Linked DNA regions of Hordeum vulgare: region 2 is linked to region 1. The links are chromatin contacts, called in public Hi-C maps. All regions are on one chromosome and are shown on one strand. The core of a region is the stretch at or near the end of the contact, and the rest is flanking DNA. Distances in the headings are between cores, read along the strand shown.

Region 1 (2,700 bases), core at 122-2,621:
CACGCATCCATGTTTACAAACCGGCCCTCTATCCACGAACGAATGCGAGAGGAAATTTATGGGTTCGTCGACGATGCTCTTATTGACTGTTTGGAAAGAGTGGAATGATTGTTTGAGACAAGCGAGGCATATACTCTACTCTTCTATTATTTGTCTGTTATTACACTTTGTATGCATATGAATGAAGAAAGTATTTTTTATGTTTTCTATATTGCCATGACACATCCGGTGAAGCGCTACCTACGTTCACAAATATTGAGTATTAGATATTTCAATATGAATTATATACACACACAAAATAAATGAACAAACACACTAAAACAATAAAATATGTTTGTATACATTTGATTTAGGAAAAAGGTAAGAAAATATTATATTAGTATTCATATTTTTCTAAACACAATATAGACGAAACGCTTATATACACGTCCATACATTCACCCCATATGAATGCATATATACACACTCTATCCTTATGAACACCTCTGAGAGACTGGGTCGGCATGTCATATTGAGATTTACAAAAGTCAGCATAGACGCATCGTCGTCGACCGTAACGTCTCTTTCTACTAAAAATCGTGTAGCGTGTTTATTAGAGGAAGTACAATAGTATAGCAAGCTGCTGGTTATAAGCTATTGCCATGTCATCTATAGTCCATCTTATAGTGAACATGTATAATGGTTTATTGTAAAAGTGTACTGCTTCTTTATTATATGATCCATCTTTCATACTCACAAAATACCTATGAACACGTGCTAGTGCTGGCTCTTAGCTAAGAGCACACTTACTTTTTTTTTTTTCCTTCTTTTAACTAAAAAAATATATTAATTTATTTTTTATATCCAGCTGACTCAGGTCTACGTTACCTGCTCTTCAGCGTGGACGTAGCGAGCAGCTTTGTGTGCGTGTAAGCATTGGGGCGCATTCATTTAGCCGTGGGCGCGCCGGCTTGAACCAATCAGGAGTCTCCGCGCCAAAAACCCAAAACCAGCGCGCGCTCGAGCTGGTGGTTGACCCACGCGTCAGGGGAACGCCACAAGCGCCGCGGCGGGAAAATAAAAGCGCGCGCATCTCTCCACGGAACCCGGGCCCCACACAGTTGGACGTTCTCCTCGCTTTATTTATTTTTCATTTCAACAGAGACGTTTTCCTTGCTGCCACGTTTCACTACGAAGTGTACATCGCCACTCACTCTTGTTCGATGCTCTCATTTCTCTCAGTGAAGAAGCCAAATGCTTATTTCATTCGAACAAGATCATAGTAAAAGGTTGTATGGAAAAAAAGAAACCGCTTACATTTCCCGTCCCAGTCCTCTAAAACAGTGCCCCATCTTCTCTCCGAGACCATAACTTTCATCCCCCACTACCCAAACCACAATTTTCCCTCCTTTCCTGCCCCCTCACCCCCTCCTTTCCCTCGTTTTCTCCCCCTCTGCCGCCAAAAATCCTCAGATCCAAACCCTAAGCGCCCCGCCCCGCCCCGCGCCCGGCCCGATCCATCCGCTGCTCCGCGCCGCTCCTCGAATCACCATGGCGGCCGCCGGCGGCGGGACCAGCAGCGAGGGCGCGGCGCGCGTGCTGCTGCAGCGCTACCAGCCGTTCGGGTCGCCACCTGGCGAGTACCACCATTTCGGCCCGGCCGACGGCGGCGCCAGCGCCGAGATGACGGAGGCCGTCGTCCTCAGGACGCCAGTGAGTTGGGGTGGGCTTGTCAAGGAGCTTTCTCAATGGATTCACTGTTTCGGTTCTTCAGTTGGATGCTTATAGGACGCAACTCGCCCCGTCCCGTCCAGCTCACCACGAGGGGAGCTCATCTGAGCCGCCGCGGTAGATCGGGCGTAGCAATGCTTGAGCGTGTCACTGTAGATTTGGGAAAGGCCAAGCTGGGGTGGAGGGGAATGGTTGTTTTTGGATGTGTTGGAGGCGAAATTGCTGTGGGTTGTGGCGCACTCCAGTAAAGCTTTTATTTACAATGCATTTCACTATTTCTAGAAGAGTGTCTAAGGTGGAATCTGAACGAACTAAATATGTGGAGATTGGTAAGATTTGATGGGAAGGCCCATGTTATTCTACTTAGTCACGCTTTCTTACGAGCCATCCTCCTACAAAGCATATAATGTTCCCAGCTGCTCTCAATTGACGCCTTACTTCATTTTACTCCTCGCAACCTATAGTGGCTCAAGCTATTAGATTGTGTAGCATGTTGTGCTGGCTTGGAAACCTCAAAGCTAAGACATTCTCCACAACTCTCATAATTGAGGTGTGGACTATGTTATGAGTTTCATCCTTTAGCTAAATTCACCACTGTGAAAACAGGCAGAACATTTTATAATTTACTGAAAGAGCTACAGAGATAATATAAACTTAACAAAAACAGTGTCTTCTGACTGAAAAAACCCATCACTGTTTCATGGCAGTTGTTATGACTTGTCTTGTTAATTTATTGGTTGATACGGTACAATTCCAGGGTATAAAACTATCAAATCATATTCCAGTAACTTCCCTAGGGTCCATTACTAACAATTACACTTCTAATTATTTCGTTCCAGAACCCTATTCTCTTATGGCTCTTTCCCCCCTTAGCTGATTCTCTTGAATCCTACATGCTTTATTGACGCTGCATTCTTGCAGTAGCTGCAGAAAACTTGGACATCATTTGTTAACTACTCTCTCTGGAAACTAATATAAGACTGTTTAGAT
Region 2 (2,700 bases), core at 40-2,539, 560 kb after region 1:
AGATGAGGGAGGTGGATGAGCTTGGGCTGGCGGCATGAAGAGGGAGGGAGTGGATGTGGCTAGGGTTGAGGATGCCGGCCGGCTTAAGTAGCTGGACTTTGGCCTCAAGCGGCGAGCCGACGCAGCACCACGTGACATTCACACCCTCACTCGAGAAGATGCCCGTCAGACTGTTGAATTTTTGGACGATTACGTGTGGGACCCCATCGCCAGTCTGATGCGCCCGGGTCTCCTCATATCCATTCTATATTTAAAATGGATATGGAAGGTGTGGATCAGTCCGGTGTTTAGAGCAACTCCAATTGGGCGAACCATTTTGTTCGCTCGTGTCCATTTGAATCATTTAAACACCCAACAGGGCGACCCAAACAGACAACATGTCCGTCTGATGTCCGTTTCCGACCCAAACTAGGCACAAATATGGACGACAAATGGGTCGGCGGCGGACAAAAGCGTATGCCCCCGTCGGTCGCTCTCGTCCACTCGTGTCAGCCCGAGCCAGGCTTCTGCCGCCACAGCCCATCCCCGCACGTCACCGAACCTTCATTGTTGACCATGCCGCCGGCCATCTCTCCTTCCTCTCCCTTTCTCTCGTCTTCTCTCAAAATCTCTTCCTCTTCTCCCACGGGTACCAACCGCCATGGATGGTGCTGCCCGAAGCTTTGCATGCCTCCCATGGCGTGCTGGTGCCTCAACTTCGACCTCCTCCTCGCCGGATCCACCCTGCCGCATAATAACCCATGCCCCTCGAGCTCCTGCTTCCTCCCATGGCCGTCGCGTTGCCTGCATCCCTGTCCTCGCTCGATCCAAGCATCGTTGACTGCGCCGCCGTCCATGGAAGGGGAGACCTCCGTCGACGGGGAGAACTCAAGGAACTGCAGCGGACGACAGGAAGATCACCGGTTGCGACGCGTACTAGGACACTCGCGAGCTCGGTGCCCTTTGCCTTGGGCTTGGCCGCCATACGCCCTCGTCGACGTCTTTTCTGACTTGTCGCTTGATTTTGCCTCCTCGCTTGTCCGCGCAAAACATTTTGCTCGTTGGACACATTCATCGATCACGCTTGTCGGTCGCATGTCTGTTAGTCGAACAGCCGACTTAAATGGATAAAAAAAATCTATATCCATTTGGATCGAGTTGCTCTTAAGATCCGTTTGAGACGCTCATCCTCACTGATCGCTCCAGCGTGTCCGGCGGGCGTATGAGAGCATGGTTAATAGTACAGCCAGCTGCTGGCTATATGATGTTGAGGGGTTTAGGATGCCGGCTGTAATAGTGCTAAAGAGCAGCTTAAAACGCCCAAAATCCCCACGGAGAAACGCAGCAGCATGGAGAAGCACGTTCAATCGTCGCTGTGCCGACGTGGATCCAATAATTGTCGCGGGCCCACACCCCTCCACCCGAAGCCGATCTGACGAGCCGTTCCAGGCCCAGATACTACTCACTCCTCCCTCCAAACAAATTGTATGATTATTTTGACGCCCTTAGAAACTTTTTGTGCTGGATGACATGCGGGCCAGAGCAGCCTCCGACCAACTATTTTCCCATTTATATACTCGAGTGAATTGCTTCCCCCTCTCTCCCTCTCTCTCTCTCCTCTCTCCCGTTCAAAGTCGTCGTCTTGCTCTCGAGCTGTTTGATTCGATTCTTATCAATCCACCATCCTCCGTAGCTGCAGGTCCGATTATGCCATCGGCAGCGCTGGCTGCCACGCCGGTCTCTCCGTCCCCGTCGCCGTCGCCGCACCACTACCGCGGCCGGTTGCGCTCGCCGCTGGCAAACGGTGGCACCAAGGGGAACTTCGAGCTCCGGCACTGGCGCACGCCACTCAAGCGAGCTCCGTCGTGCCCCCCGCCGGGGATCGAGATCCCCAGCAACGACTACGACGGCAGAGGGAACGGGTACACCAGCCTCCGGGACATCCTATCGTCGCCGCGGTACGCGGGGGCTGGGGGCTCGCCCGCGGCCTGCGTCATCGGTGGCACCGGCAGCTGTGGGGACATACACATGATACGCCACCCGCTGGTAAAACACGCAGCGTACGCGTACCTGCAGATGACGCCGTCGGCGAGGGAGGACCCAACCCGCCGGAGCCGGCGCTGGCGCGGCCCGCTCTGCCGCCTCCTGTTCGACTGCCTCAGCTTCATCGGAGCACTCTTCCGGCCTTGACTTCTCCGCCCGGCGCACCTCCATGCGGTCCTCGTTGCACCTGAAATCTCTTCGATTTCTCTTTTCTTCTTTTCGTTTGTGCGATTAGATTTTTTCGTAGAGTTTTCCGGCTTATGTTTGGGTTGTAATTTGTGTAAATAATTTGGTAGGATTAGACACAAAGAGGAATGATAGCAACAAGAGAAATGATGAATGTCATACTACTAACAAAGCTGATTAGTCGTCATGAACTCATGATTGATGCAATAATGGAAAGTAAAATGGTCAGCACACAAGCATGTGGAAAATAATTGAAGTAAATTGATCGGTAGAAAAAAGAGACAATAAACTTATATCACAAGTCTACAACATGCTACATTCATATCTCTTCACACTGGGTCAATTGCTGGGTTTGTTTTCTATGTACTAGATTTCATCTTTCAATTTGACGACCTTTGCTTGAATCATTCTATTTCTATGTACACAATCATTTCCTTCAACTAGTGTAAAATTTGATCCCTCTCCTTTAATAGTCCTTATCATTATGAGCTC

Evidence for each region. A called contact is a pair of places that touch in the nucleus more often than the background predicts.
Region 2: a Hi-C map of leaf shows a contact between it and region 1, with 5 times the contacts expected there. The contact joins the promoter of LOC123397658 here to the promoter of LOC123395596 in region 1. A contact is called at or near these places in 5 of 6 Hi-C or Micro-C datasets (leaf, seedling and an unstated tissue) and 1 of 1 datasets of contacts at active chromatin or transcription factors (embryo).

Annotation. Positions count from the first base shown.
Region 1 is chr5H:268,212,207-268,214,906 of MorexV3_pseudomolecules_assembly, forward strand. LOC123395596 (transcription factor E2FA-like) reads left to right here and starts at 1,372. Exons shown (of 14, transcript XM_045090621.1): 1 at 1,372-1,692. The coding sequence starts at 1,531.
Region 2 is chr5H:268,768,579-268,771,278 of MorexV3_pseudomolecules_assembly, forward strand. LOC123397658 reads left to right here and starts at 1,290. Exons shown (of 1, transcript XM_045092194.1): 1 at 1,290-2,399. The coding sequence starts at 1,510. The coding sequence ends at 2,169. LOC123397659 (putative HVA22-like protein g) reads right to left here. Exons shown (of 6, transcript XM_045092195.1): 6 at 2,450-2,700. The coding sequence ends at 2,675.